Regions from separate parts of the Danio rerio genome. Here region 2 is linked to region 1. A link is a contact called in public HiCAR-type data. All regions are on one chromosome and are shown on one strand. The core of a region is the stretch at or near the end of the contact, and the rest is flanking DNA. Distances in the headings are between cores, read along the strand shown. Region 1 holds the start of ftr83 (finTRIM family, member 83). Region 2 holds the start of ube2g1a (ubiquitin-conjugating enzyme E2G 1a (UBC7 homolog, yeast)).

Region 1 (6,586 bases), core at 1,520-4,019:
TGTGTGTGCATTTCAGAGAGGAGAGCGTCTAATAATTATGTATTTTTAATGTTATGCTAGGCTTAAGATCATTGCTTAGCAACAGGCAACCCATTTCTTGGAGCCCAACACTAGCTTTTGACAAATGCCATTCCAAAATTCCAGCTATTCTGCACAAAGCAAACAGCGGGACAGCTAAAGTTTCTCATTATTTTCATTAACTTACCCTTCATACTCTTTTTGCGTTCCTCATTTTTCTTCTTGCGTTCCTCCAGCTGGCAGAAAGGCATTTTGTTAACTGGAAAAGAATTGAGAGTTTTAAAGAAGGCCGGTTTAATATTTAATAATCTCAATATAATGAATGAGAGAACATGTGATTTGTTTAATCATTCCCAAGAAAAAAATATATAAAGTATTTAAAATAGACATGACACAATGTTTAAAATAAAGCAAGACTGTGTTTGAACACTATATTCAATTCTATGTTGGATCCAAAAAATGCTTTACAACTAGACTACATACCTGTCTTTGCCACTTTGACCAGCTCTTCATTGCTGAACTCATTTAGATGCTGCTTCATCTCAGAAACAGCCTTGGTAACAGGGCCGAAGGAGTAGTAAGGGTTCACAGTCACAGACGGCAGCTCCTCAGCATCAGTCTGGGCTATCAGCATATGATAACTCTGAAAAAACAAACAGAACGGGTTTCAATATCTTCTCTATGTGGAAAAAGAGAATAGTTTGCATAGTATTTAATTTCATCGCTTGTCAAACTGCACATTGTGCTTATGCTCAGTGATAATATATTTTGTGTCAGTCACCTGGATGAAGTGGATGTGGTCCTCGGTGCGAGAGAGTTGCGTCAGTTCACCGTCTCTCCTCTTCAAATCTGCAATTTCTTGCCCCAGACGCTCCATGTGGCCCTCAGCATTGTTCAGCGCAGCTTTTTTATTGGTGGAGATGAGTTTGGTCATTTCCTGCTGCATTCTTTCAATGGAACGAAGCATGTCGCCAAACATCTTTTCACTTTCCTGCAAGGCCCTTTGAGCTGAGTTCTGGAAGAACAAATCAACAGGTTTTCTTAAATATTGGAAACTCATAATCCTTTCTATGGTACACACACGTCTGTTTACAAAGTATACCTGCTTAATTCTGAATAAGAAAAAACAATAAAAAAATCTGCAAATACTGCAAAAAAAAAATTATTTTTATTTTATGTGATTACTTTGGTAACATTTTGTACTAATTCCCACTATTAGTTACCATTTACCTGCTTATTATTAAGATATTGGCTGTTTATTAGTACTTATTTTTATTCTACATCCCTAATCCAATACCTTAACCCAACTACTACCTTACAAACTAATAATAAGCAGCAAATTAGTACTTAATTGACCAAAACGTCTAAATTAATAGTTTGTTATTAGTTCGAATTGTAACTTAAAATAAAGTGTGACCCTTACTAATTATTGTTTTACAAACCTTAAGAGCATCCACAGCCTGTTTTAACTCTTCCATTTGCTTGACTCTGTCATGGATCTTCTCCTGGATCTCAGCTTGGGTGGCGCCCAGCCGTTGCTAAGAACATTTAAAAACAACAAATTTAAGACAATGAGGTGTACCGAAAAAGGAAAGTCACAAATACAACATCCTTCCACACCACAGCCACTTCCAAATGACAATTCAGTCACTCCTTGACAGATTACGCAACTATTTGAGCAACATTGTCATCATTCTAAAGCTTATTAATTCATTTCTTCATTACTTATAAAATAAAATCTTCTTTAGCAATGAATCCCAGCTTTGTCTATAACTCACTATGCATTTTTTTTTACTGTTAATAATAAACCCATTTCTAAAGCATGCCTCATTTCCTCGTCTTCTCTTTGGGTGGAGAGCCCTCACTGCACATGTTTGTTTAAGGGGGGTGTTGGCAATTCTTACACTCAGTCTAGCATATCCAGACATACTGTTTTTAGCATGAATAGGTGCAGTATTTCATACAGCTGGTGGAAGGTCTTCCATACTGTTACATTCACTGGCATTTATCACCATTTAATCTGTTGCCAAAACAGATTGACCGGCATAACATTTCTGAAGGTAAAAATATGATTGCAAATGCACTTTGGTATAGCTTGTGACATGATCTTACCTGCATTTCCGCCCTTTCCTGTTCAGCGGACACCATGTCATGACCCTTGTGCTCCTTCACGGTACACAAAACGCAGATACACATCTGGTCAGTCCGGCAATAAAGCTCCAGACCTTTCTGGTGCTGAGGGCAGATTTGACGATCCAAGTGTCCGATTTCATCCACCAGCTTGTGACGTTTGAAGGTGGACGATTCATAATGGGGCTTCAGGTGCTTCTCACAGTAAGAAGCCAAACACATCAGGCAGGACTTGACAGCTTTAAGTTTCTTCCCGATGCAGATGTCACATCCCACATCTTGGGGTCCAGCATAGTTGTAGTCAGGGGACGGAGGTGCTGGTGGGAAGCCATCTGAGTTTCTCAGAGTTGAAGATGAACGTGAGGATTGAAGGCGGCGTGGGCTGGGCCTCTTGTTGTAGGTGACCCTGCACTGGGGACACACATATTGTCCAGTTTGATCTGCATGATCCCAGTAGGTCTTGATGCAGAGAGAGCAGAAAACGTGACCGCATGGGATGGAAACTGGGTCCCTGAAGTCTTCCTTGCAGAGGTAACAGAGGTCCTGGTCATACGACATGGTTAAATCCCCAAAGACCTCAGAAGAGGAAATGTACGTTTGTGTGCGAGACAGGAAAAGTGAGTCAGGAGTGCCACAACAGCGAGTTATATAGAGTAAACAGGGAGGGAGTCTAAACTGGTTATGCAGAAACCAGCAGATGAATGGGGGAGTGGCTGAGGCACAGGTGAGGAGAGCAATTGAGAGAAAGAAGAAACATGTATTGCCAGATGTCAATGAACATGATGACAGTGAAGAAGACAAGCATGGAGGAAATGTATGATCTCAGGGCATAACATTTCTTGAGAGTTGAAGGACTGTACATTTGTTAAAATAAAGGTTGGGTGTTGCCGCAATTCTATTCAAGAATCAATGGGTTTCTTGAAGAATCTTTTGGTGAATAGTTCTTAAAAGAAGTAGTCTTAGTCTTAGTGTATAAAACAATTGAATAATCTACAGAAACCTTTTCACTATAAAGAACCTCTTGTGCAGTAGAAAGATTTAATAGATGTTAAAGGTTCTTTATGGAACTACAGATGCTGATGAAGGCAATTTAATCTTAAAGTATGCCAAAGCTTTTATTTAATTATGAGAAGAGTATGCATATACTGTAAGCATGCCGCCTGATTTTTGCTATGCATGTACAAACTTTGGATGTGTGCTTTAAATTTGTTTGCATTACTTTGTTTGTTCACAAGGTCAACACTGAACCACTAGGTTCTGTAGAAAACATTCTTTCCTCTCTATATGCACCATATACTTTCCTACAAACACTGTTACAAGAACTAAATAATAATAAAAAAAAATACAACAATAAAAATAAATAAATAAATAAATAAATGTAAAATAATAATAATAATAGAGACACCACGGTGGAACAGTGGGTAGCACGATCGTCTCACAGCAAGATGGTAGCTGGTTCGATTCTTGGCTGGGTCAGTTGGCATTTCTGTGTGGAGTTTGCTTGTTCTCCCCATGCTTGCGTTGGTTTCTTTTGGGTGCTCCGCTTTCCCCCACCATTCTAAAATTGTCTATAGTGTATGTGTGTGAATGAGAGTGTATGGGTGTTTCCCAGTGATGGGTTTCAGTTGGAAGGGCATCTGCTGCATAAAAACATATGCTGAATAAGTTGGCGGTTCATTCCACACTAACGACCCCACACGCTCAGAAATAAAGGTACAGGAGCTGTCATTGGGGCAGTACCTTTTTTAAAAGATACATATTTGTACCAAAGAGTCCACAGTGGTACCTAAAAGGTCCATATTAGTACCCAAATGTAACTAAAAAGTACATTTGAGGTATTAATATGGACCCTTCAGGTACAAATATGTACCCTTTGAAAAGGTACTGCCCTAGTTACAGTCCCTGTACCTTTTTATGAAAGTACAGAATAATAAAGGGACTAAGCCGAAAAGAAAATGAATGAATATTAATAATAATAAAAACTGCTAATAAAAAAAAAACCTGCTAAACTAATTTGTAAGTTGCCTTGGATTAAAGCATCTCCTAAATGAACAAACATATTTTGTTCTTCAACAGAACGTGGAACAGGACTAATAATAACAACGACAACAACAACAACAATAACAATCATCTGTACAAAGTTATTTTTGTTACTTTTAACCTCTGGGTAAAAAAGTGCAGAATCTGGACAAGGTAGGATTTTTAGGTAGGATGTCAACATGACGTCAGATTGCCATTGTACACAAGTGTCATGGGGACATTGCATTTTGGGTGAAAATTTCCAAATTCCAATGCCGGACAGACGTTGGATTTTGGTCACTTTCAAGCTCAACCTAAAAACAACCAAGTAACAATGTCCAATGAGCTTAATGTTGAGTGGACGTTACCACTATGATGTCTATCAGACGTTGGATTTTGGTTCCCATACCTGATGAATAAATGTTAGTATTTGACTTCAATATGACGTTGGTTTAAGATGTTGGATCGAAGTTGGATTTTGGTTACTTTCCAACACAACCTAAAATCAACCAAATGTCAACGTCATTTGATGTCATTATTGGACATCAAAATAACATTGTCCTTGGACGCCGACTAGTCATTGAATTTTGGTCACCACAACCAAAATCACGACCAAAATCTAGCCTAATATTAACACTGTGGTCTAACATGGTCTAAATTTAATAATAATATTAGGTTATATAATAGTTTAAAAGACTGTGGTTTGATTGTGGTTGATTGCAGGTTTTATTTGGAATAGAAAAGCACTCTTGCATCATAAATAAGCTCATTTTACTTGCACATGCATTTCTGTTATCCTTGATAAAGCTTGTCTTGTGACTACTGCGTCTGTTGGCAAGCTATGATCTCATCGGTGGAGCATTTATGAGTAGTTTTAGGGGCTGGCAGACACCTCAACATTAGGTATAGCACTCCACTGCGGAGGAGTGCTGTGATGGATGAGCGCTTTGAGACCAAGTATATAGTGACCTTTGGCACACGCCATCAAAGCTAGGAGGGTTATTTATTTGGAGGGAGGATAAGTGTACTTTGGGTTTTTTCCTCTCTCCTTGAAAGACTATGAAGAGTGTTTCATATTAAAAGCCCTTTAGCAACCAAACATATGGACTGTGTAAATAAGTTGGTGATAGCCAGGATGGTTGTAGCATGAGGAGAGCTGAAACACTTTCAGTTTAACTGCTTACTTTATACATAGTTTGAATTAATTATCATAAATGACCACCATCTACCTGAATTAAGTTTTGAAGGACTTTATATACAACTAAAGTTGCATTCAAATCAGATTAATGATTGTTCATCCACTAAACCTGTATCCGTCATGTTATACACAGGAGAATACATGAGGGATAGGTGCAAAACCAGATAATTTATGCAACAATGTCAATAGAGTGCAGAGAAGGTAAGTATTATAGTTGGTATGGTTCTTGTCTGGAAATGAGTCTTTTGTAAAACGCTGAGCAAGGAATGCAAAAGTAGCTGGAATCCAGAGCAAAAGCTCATCTGGTAAGTTCAGGTTGGTAAACAGTAGACCGGACGGTGATTGAAAAGAGAAGGGATTTTTATTTGTAGCGTGTAAAAAGTGTGGGGATTATAATGCAGATGATGGTGATCGGGGTTGTAGTCCAAGGTCCAAGGGTGATGTGGCTGCTGGTGATGAGTCGCTAACGATATCACCTCAGTTACAGATTATCTTATCCCATCTTTCAGATGAGATGTTAAACCGAGGTTCTGACTATCTGTGATTATTTAAAATCCCATGGCATGTCTCGTAAAGAGTAGGAGTGTAACCCCGGTGTACCAGTCAAATTTCCTTCATCTGCCCTTACCGACCATGCCTCGCCAATCCTCAACCACCGAATTGAACAATCTATCCACTCTACCAAGCTGGTGTGTGGTCAGTGCACTGGTGCCATTGTCCTATGATTGCTGTCTCATCAGTGGATGCTGCACACTGGTGGTGGTGTGTAGAGACCCCTCTCATGATTGTGAAGCACTTTGGGTGCAAGGCCATACACAATACATGCGCTATATACAGTAAATACACATTACATTATCTTGATATGGGATCTACTTAAAATCTTATGATGTTTAATAAATGTAATAACAAATAGCCCAGCTAAGAAAAGTAACAACACAATTTGTTTTTTAATAATTATTTTTTACTAGATCCAAAAAGATGAGACAAGAGGATACAGTAGCTAACAAGCTGGAATTCAGTTTTATTTATTTATTTATTGCACATTTTGCTCAATCATTTTCCCATCTTCTCCACTATTTTAAAGTATTACATCACCCCTATTTAAAACTTTTTTAAATAAATGCTTGACTTTAAACACAGAGCTCCCACTTTAAGCAAAAATTCAAATTTGCTGAATATTTCCCTGATTTTCACTCACTTCAAAAGGCAAAGTTTCATGAC
Region 2 (6,748 bases), core at 197-2,696, 250 kb before region 1:
CCTGGCCCGTATCTTTTACGGGCCAACATTAATGAACGTTGTGAGGCTTTTGTTCTCACGAAGGGTTCACTGAGTTTAGATCAAGGCTGATGAGTTCACCATGCTGGTTCTTCTGAAAGGAGACAACCAAAACAGCCCCTGACCCCCTGAATCAGTCAATCAAGCGCAGGGCCTCTGCAGAACCTGACGCCATGACAGGCCCGGGGTGCCGCTCACCCTGCGACCCTTGGAAAGAAACAAGCGAGTTGCTTTTATGTGTGTGTAAGATGAGTAATTTGGGGGGATGGGGTTGCTTGAGCTGTCTGTGGCAAAGAGACAGCTGTCATGTAGCAGATCTGTTGTTTTGCTTTTTAATTGATCTCATCAGACCCCCAAACTCAGGTAATCTGCCTAGTTTGACCCCTATAACTAACTCACTTCACTGGCTGCACTGCGCAAATGGGGCCCAGTGGAGAAATCCTCCTCTGGTTGAGCTCAGTAAAGCTGACACTCGCGGATCATATTGCTCAGTGTGTGTGTGCTGGGCATAGAACAATAGGAAACACTCATAACGACTCTAATAAGAGCCAATTTCCCGCACAGGTCTATGGTGACAGAGACTATGGGTCTCCAGTTCTCGCTGTACCGGTGAGCTGGTGATCAAACAGCAGCCATCAATTTGTTAGCTTTAGCCTGCTAGCCAGCCTAGAAAAACAAAGGGATTTGATCAACCCGATGCGGGGTAATGGCACACAATATACGGCTTATAAATCTCACCTTTAAACCGTGCGATAATACTATTGGTTTGACGGACAACGATAAGACAGTGAGCAGAAATTGGACCAATGACAGACTTTTCCTCCATTTATAAGATGACTGGTTCTCTTGCGGAAACTGCGTCCGGACACAGATGTCAAAACACGGGGGTAGCCGATCGAGAGCGGCCCCGCCGGTGTGATACGGAAAAAAGTGACTGACACTTATGTTGACATGAATAAACCGAATAACACTAAACAAACGTGCGCGTATTGTTGTTTTAATTATGTTAGAAAAACTCTCATGTTGATATTTTAGCAAGAGTAGTACAAAACTAGCATTTTAAAATAACAAAAGACGACGGGGCTTGCCTTTAGCCGGCTATTTTAGCTGCTAACATGCTAACTAATGCTGTATGATAAACACAGCGCTTGTTAGCGGCTAAACTAGCGGCTAACGGCTAAAATGCTCCGTCTCGGGTGTACTGGCTGGCTAAAACGTTCACCGGTTTGTTAGCCTGCCTTCGCCAACAGCCTTCAAATATTACCTGCTAGCTGTCTCCTGAGTAACAGTGCTGACTGGGGCTCCGTCATGTTTTTATAAGTTATATTCTAGGTCGACAGACGTTCACCTCGACAAGGAGAAAAAATATGTTTGAATTTGCTTGCGCGTCTTCCCGTCTCTGTTCTAGTCCGTTTTGCTCAACATTCTGATGCGGTATGCGCATGCGCTCTGCTCTCCGCGAGGCCGCGGCGAGAGTGTGCTCCAGGGTACTTATGGGCGGAGGATTCGCGCATGTCAGAAACAAATATGCTTGTTTTTTAACAAACGGCGATGGCATTGACTGCGAGATTAATTATGTTATCACTTTAGTGACGTTGTAGGTGAGTCTAATCAATTGTCTCGTTATAGCGAAAATCTGTAATCATACATTTATTATTGCTTTTTCTTTTCGCAAGTGCCATTTTTATTAGAGAAAATTGATTGTTGAGGACAGTACAGTGTCATTCAACCACTAGGAGACAGTACAGCGTAATAATAAAAGTCAAAATGTGTGATAGAGGCGATCCTTATGAGAATCATCCACTTACACACAGCTCTCATAACCGTTCATGACACTTTAACGTCTTGGTTGTGTATTTCTTACTAGCGTGATAAAAACATTTTATTTGAAAACATTTTTTTTCGAAAGACGTCTCTTTTGCTCATCAGGACAAAAGTAAAATAAAAATAAAAACTTTGAAATGCAGTTTTTAGTTAAAACAACTTCTCAATTTGACTTTCAAACAAAAGTCAATTGACTAATTCAAAGTCAATGCAGAAATGTCTGCTGTTATTACTTGTTTCCAGTGTTGCATTATCTTTCAGGGATCAATCTGATAGGCTGATTTGCTGCTGAATATATTTTTTTTCTGATTGTTATCAATGTTCATTTATTTTTATGGAAACAGTCGTATATTAAGAGTACAAGAGTAAGAGCACAATTCAAATCATTTTCACAGATACATTAAATTAATTACATGTGACAGTAAATATATTTAGGTTTCAAAACATTATACTTCAGTTCAATTGTGTGTGTGTGTGTGTGTGTGTGTGTGTATGTGTGTGTGTTTTTTTTTTAAGTTAAAATATCCACTAAAATTAGCAGAAACATTTAGTTCTGAACTGATAAAATGAGAACCAGTAGTAATGATTGAAGACCAAAATAATTCAAGAAGACTGGAGTGACAATGTTTCGAATTACAGAAATAAATACAATTTCTTACATTTTACATCAATTACATTATCAATGAACAGCAAAGACTTTCAAAAACCCTGACAAATCATAATATCCCCAAATATCTGACCTGCAGTGTACATCTTGTCAGAGAAACTGCACAATAAAGACCTTAAACATGATTTTTTTTGTCTTATTTAGTCTTTACTGTGGTTGAATACCGCTGTACTTTCAATGACAACAACTTTCAACTAAATATAAATGGCTTGCAAATGATATTATGTTCTGAATAGTGACTCTAATTTAATTTCAGTTTATTATGTGTCTAACTTCTTGTTTATTTAATCAAAATCCATAAACTTTGTTATTATGGCAACCCACATCAAATAATAATTTATAGTGCATGCAACAACACACATGCAAAACATTTAATCATTATTTGAAATACACGAAAGACATGATGACAGGTCAGTGGTTTTAGGTAAAAATTTTACATATTGTGTATATGTAGATTCATTCATTCATTCATTCATTCATTCATTCATTCATTCATTCATTCATTCATTCATTCGTTCGTTCGTTCATTTATTCATTCATTCATTCATTCATTTTCCTTCAGCTTAGTCCCATTATCCATCAGCAGAATGAACCGCCAACTTGCGGATGCTCTTCAAGCTGCAAATTAGTCCTGGGAAATATCCATTCACACAGATACACCACGGCCAATTTAGCTTCTTCAATTCACGTACACGCCTTAGGACTGTGAGGGAAACTGAAGCACTTGGAGGAAACCCATGCCAACACAGGTAGAACATGCAAACTCCACACAGAAATGCCCACTGACCCAGTCGGGACTCAAACCAGCAAGTTTGCTGTGAGGTGACAGTGCTAACCACTAAGCCATCGTGTCGCCCATTTTACATACTGTAAAATATATTTTACGTGTGCTACAATGAATGACTGTTTGTTTTAGAGAAGTGGTTCGGCAGAGAATTTCACAAGAATGGCAACATTTGCATCATAATGGAAGCACCACAGTTTCGCCAAGTTTCTCATTTAAATTAAAAAGCAACCATGAGAAAAATAAATAAATTGAAAACTGTAGAGTGGGAAGTACTGCAGCACACCCGATTATAGCTTGGAATGATCAATCTACTACATAAAAAGCCATAAACTTTACAGAGTTTATCAGACAACACAAGATTAGGTTTCCATTTGAGAAAGTTCCCTCACGGGTGTGGATTTTCCAGCAGCTCTGTCTGCAAGACCTTTGTCCTGGTGTTCAGAACATTAGCCTGAAACATAATGCCAAACACCCTGGCAAAACTGGGTAACAGATCGATGCAAAGCAGAAAGCATGATGTGAGTGCATAGATGAAAATCTACGGGTTTGTGGTGTATAATGCAACAAGGAGGAACTGTTCATCTGCATGTGACCAGAGGAAAGGGGGCGGGGCTTGATTCTAACTTGATAACCCTGCAGCGTGCTGTACTCACACAGGAATGCATTTCTGTTGTGACATCTCAACGAACACAGAAAAAAGACAGAAAGTGAGAGAAGAAAGACAGACAACAGAAAAGATGGATTAGAAGAGACATTGGAGCACATAAGCTGAAGCGTAAGTCATTTTACATTTACATTATGAAAATAGTCGAGGTGTTATGATGCAAAAAATGAATCAGTCTCATTGTCAAGTCTGCTTCATTCCAAATTGAGTCAAAAGCTGAACAAATATATGGCATTGTCCTGCTGTGGTCATACTCTGATAAACATCACAACAGTGGCATTGTTGGTAGTCCGCTGAGGATCTCAGACCTGAACTGAACCCTGAAGTCTGATGAAAAATAAAAGCTTTCTTCATAATTTGATATGAGTGAGTAAAACACATGTATATGAGTTCAGTTTAAAGAGTCAGTCAGTGGGTAAGACATTTTAAAGTAAAGTGCTCTTCCTGTGTTAATATAGGGTCATCATAGGTCTAAAATAACACCAGTTTGTGGGTTAGGATGGAAACGAGACAGCTTGCTGGGTGCAACCAGCAAGATCACAACCATCTTCAAGATAACAAGTTCCGGTCTACATTCCATTCTCATAAACTGTAGGTGTCTTGTAGTGTAAATCCCCCTCCCCCGAAAGACAATTATGATTAAAAGGCATCATTTGCCTTGAATTTGCTACCAGGAAATGTGCACACTGCCAAGTAGCTGCATCTACTGTATATCCGCAGTCATGTTTTTACAGCAACTATAACATAGACGCTTTTTATAATTTTTTAATAGCATGTCAGGACCAGACCTTTTTTGGTATTTCTGCATGGAATTTCGTGGAAAAGATCTGTGGATTTATGCAGATAGATTTTGAGAGCATAGGAGCTGAAAAACTAACAAATAAAAATATAAATTTTTAAAAATGTTTTAAAATGAGGTTCTCCTGCTCATCAAGGCTGTACTTTTTCATCAAAAATACAGTACGAACTGTAAGATTGTGAAACGTTATGGCACTATAAAATAACTGTTGAAAAGTAGTTATTATTAATATTATAGTATATATTTGTAGTAGTTATTATTAATAGTATTAATAGTTATAAAAACAATAATGACTGGAGTTATAACTTCATTTGAAACTACATAAGTAAGCAGCTAATAAATAAAAAGTAATAAGTATTCAACAATTTAACATTTTATAATAATTGCCGTCTTGATGAACAAAATGATTTTCTTAAAAAAAAAATGAAAAAAAAAAAAACTGACCCTAAACTTTTGACTGAAAGTGTATATATATTAGATAAGATTTTAACTTAAATGGTTTGTAGCAATCCGTTTCCTTGAATGATTTGTGTTATTTACTCATTTAAAACAAGCAAGTAACAACAAATTACACCAGTCCTGGACATAACACAATGTGTGGGAAAAATTAAGAAGAAGCAGACATAGTGAGCGCATGAAAAGCCAATGGGTGACATATATATATATATATATATATATATATATATATATATATATATATATATATATATATATATATATATATATATATAAACAGTCAGCCCTGTAATACATCCAAAAGACTTAAAAAGGTATTTTACAAATTGTATTGTACTAACTAAATCAAAACATTTGCATATAGCTAACATTACTACTGAAATTAAAATAAAAACTAATAAACATTCACATATAAATAAAGAGATTGAATGATGGGCTCAAAAATCTGTGTGAATTTGCAAATTTTCTGCAAGCCCAGATTTCATGTTGGCCTACATTTAAACTCTTACTGTAAATCCAATTAGTAAACCTTACTTTTAAAAAAAGCAACCAAACCTAGTTAGGTGAATTAGGATTTATAAGGTACTAACAAGTGCCTGCAGTAACTTAAAACAAATTTCCTCACAAAAGCTGTTTATTCTGTAAAGTGATGCCTCTCTGCTATTGGCTTCCATTAAAACAAAACTCTGGTCTCCTTCCTCATGTACTGGCGTTAGCTGTTACACCTTTTCAGGCAATAATTTCCGTCCTGTCACCCATTGGTTTTGCATGCTCTCACTACGGCTGCTTCTTCTTCATTTTTCCCACACATTGTGTTATGTCCGGGACTGGTGTAATAATGTGCATTTGTTGTTACTTGCTTGTTTCAAATGAGTAAATAACACAAACTGTTTGAGGAAACCGATTGCTACAAACCATTTGAGTTAAAAACTACTCTACTGTATATGAGTACTGTGAACTTAGTCCATTTAAGTAATGAGGTATTTAATTAACTCATTACCGTCAACACTGAGTTCAAAACTATTTTCAAATGAGTAGAATTAGCTTTCAGTACATTTTTTGTAAACGACACTCATTTCATTTGATAAAGTTGACTGTTGGGTTTTACAGTGTATTAGATTTTACAGTTTGAGGAAGAAATACACTGCAAACCTGTAATAAAAGGTAGGAATTGATTATAAATTGAATTATGATAAATGTTTCCCCTTTAGCAATGATCATAATGTCTATTTACCTAACACTGGAACATAAACAAACAGCATTATAACTCTATCCAGTGTTTTCCAGCATATTTATTGGCATATTTATCAGTTTTAAAGTGCTGCCTCTGTGTACATTTGTCATGTCAGTTTGACTAAATTGTAGCTTTTAAATGGCATCAAGCTATTAGCAACACTGTTATAACAGGGTGTACATCCGGCATAATGATATTAGCCAGCGCCTAAAAAAAACAAGCAACGTGACCCCTTTCTCGCAAAGAGATCAATGCACAAAATATGAACAAGAGTGAGAATGCGTGTATAATTTGTTAAA

Evidence for each region. HiCAR-type assays count read pairs that join an accessible place to other places.
Region 2: a contact with region 1 is called in a HiCAR-type map of caudal fin, with 3 times the contacts expected there. The contact joins the promoter of ube2g1a here to the promoter of ftr83 in region 1. A contact is called at or near these places in 2 of 4 datasets of contacts at active chromatin or transcription factors (caudal fin and embryo).

Annotation. Positions count from the first base shown.
Region 1 is chr5:31,355,348-31,361,933 of GRCz12tu, reverse strand. It overlaps ftr83 (finTRIM family, member 83), which reads right to left and starts at 2,769. Exons shown (of 8, transcript NM_001326489.1): 1 at 2,131-2,769; 2 at 1,461-1,556; 3 at 800-1,033; 4 at 502-661; 5 at 206-277. The coding sequence starts at 2,706.
Region 2 is chr5:31,599,361-31,606,108 of GRCz12tu, reverse strand. It overlaps ube2g1a (ubiquitin-conjugating enzyme E2G 1a (UBC7 homolog, yeast)), which reads right to left and starts at 1,446. Exons shown (of 6, transcript NM_199863.1): 1 at 1,283-1,446. The coding sequence starts at 1,328. spns3 (SPNS lysolipid transporter 3, sphingosine-1-phosphate (putative)) reads left to right here and starts at 3,948. Exons shown (of 13, transcript NM_001100036.1): 1 at 3,948-4,071.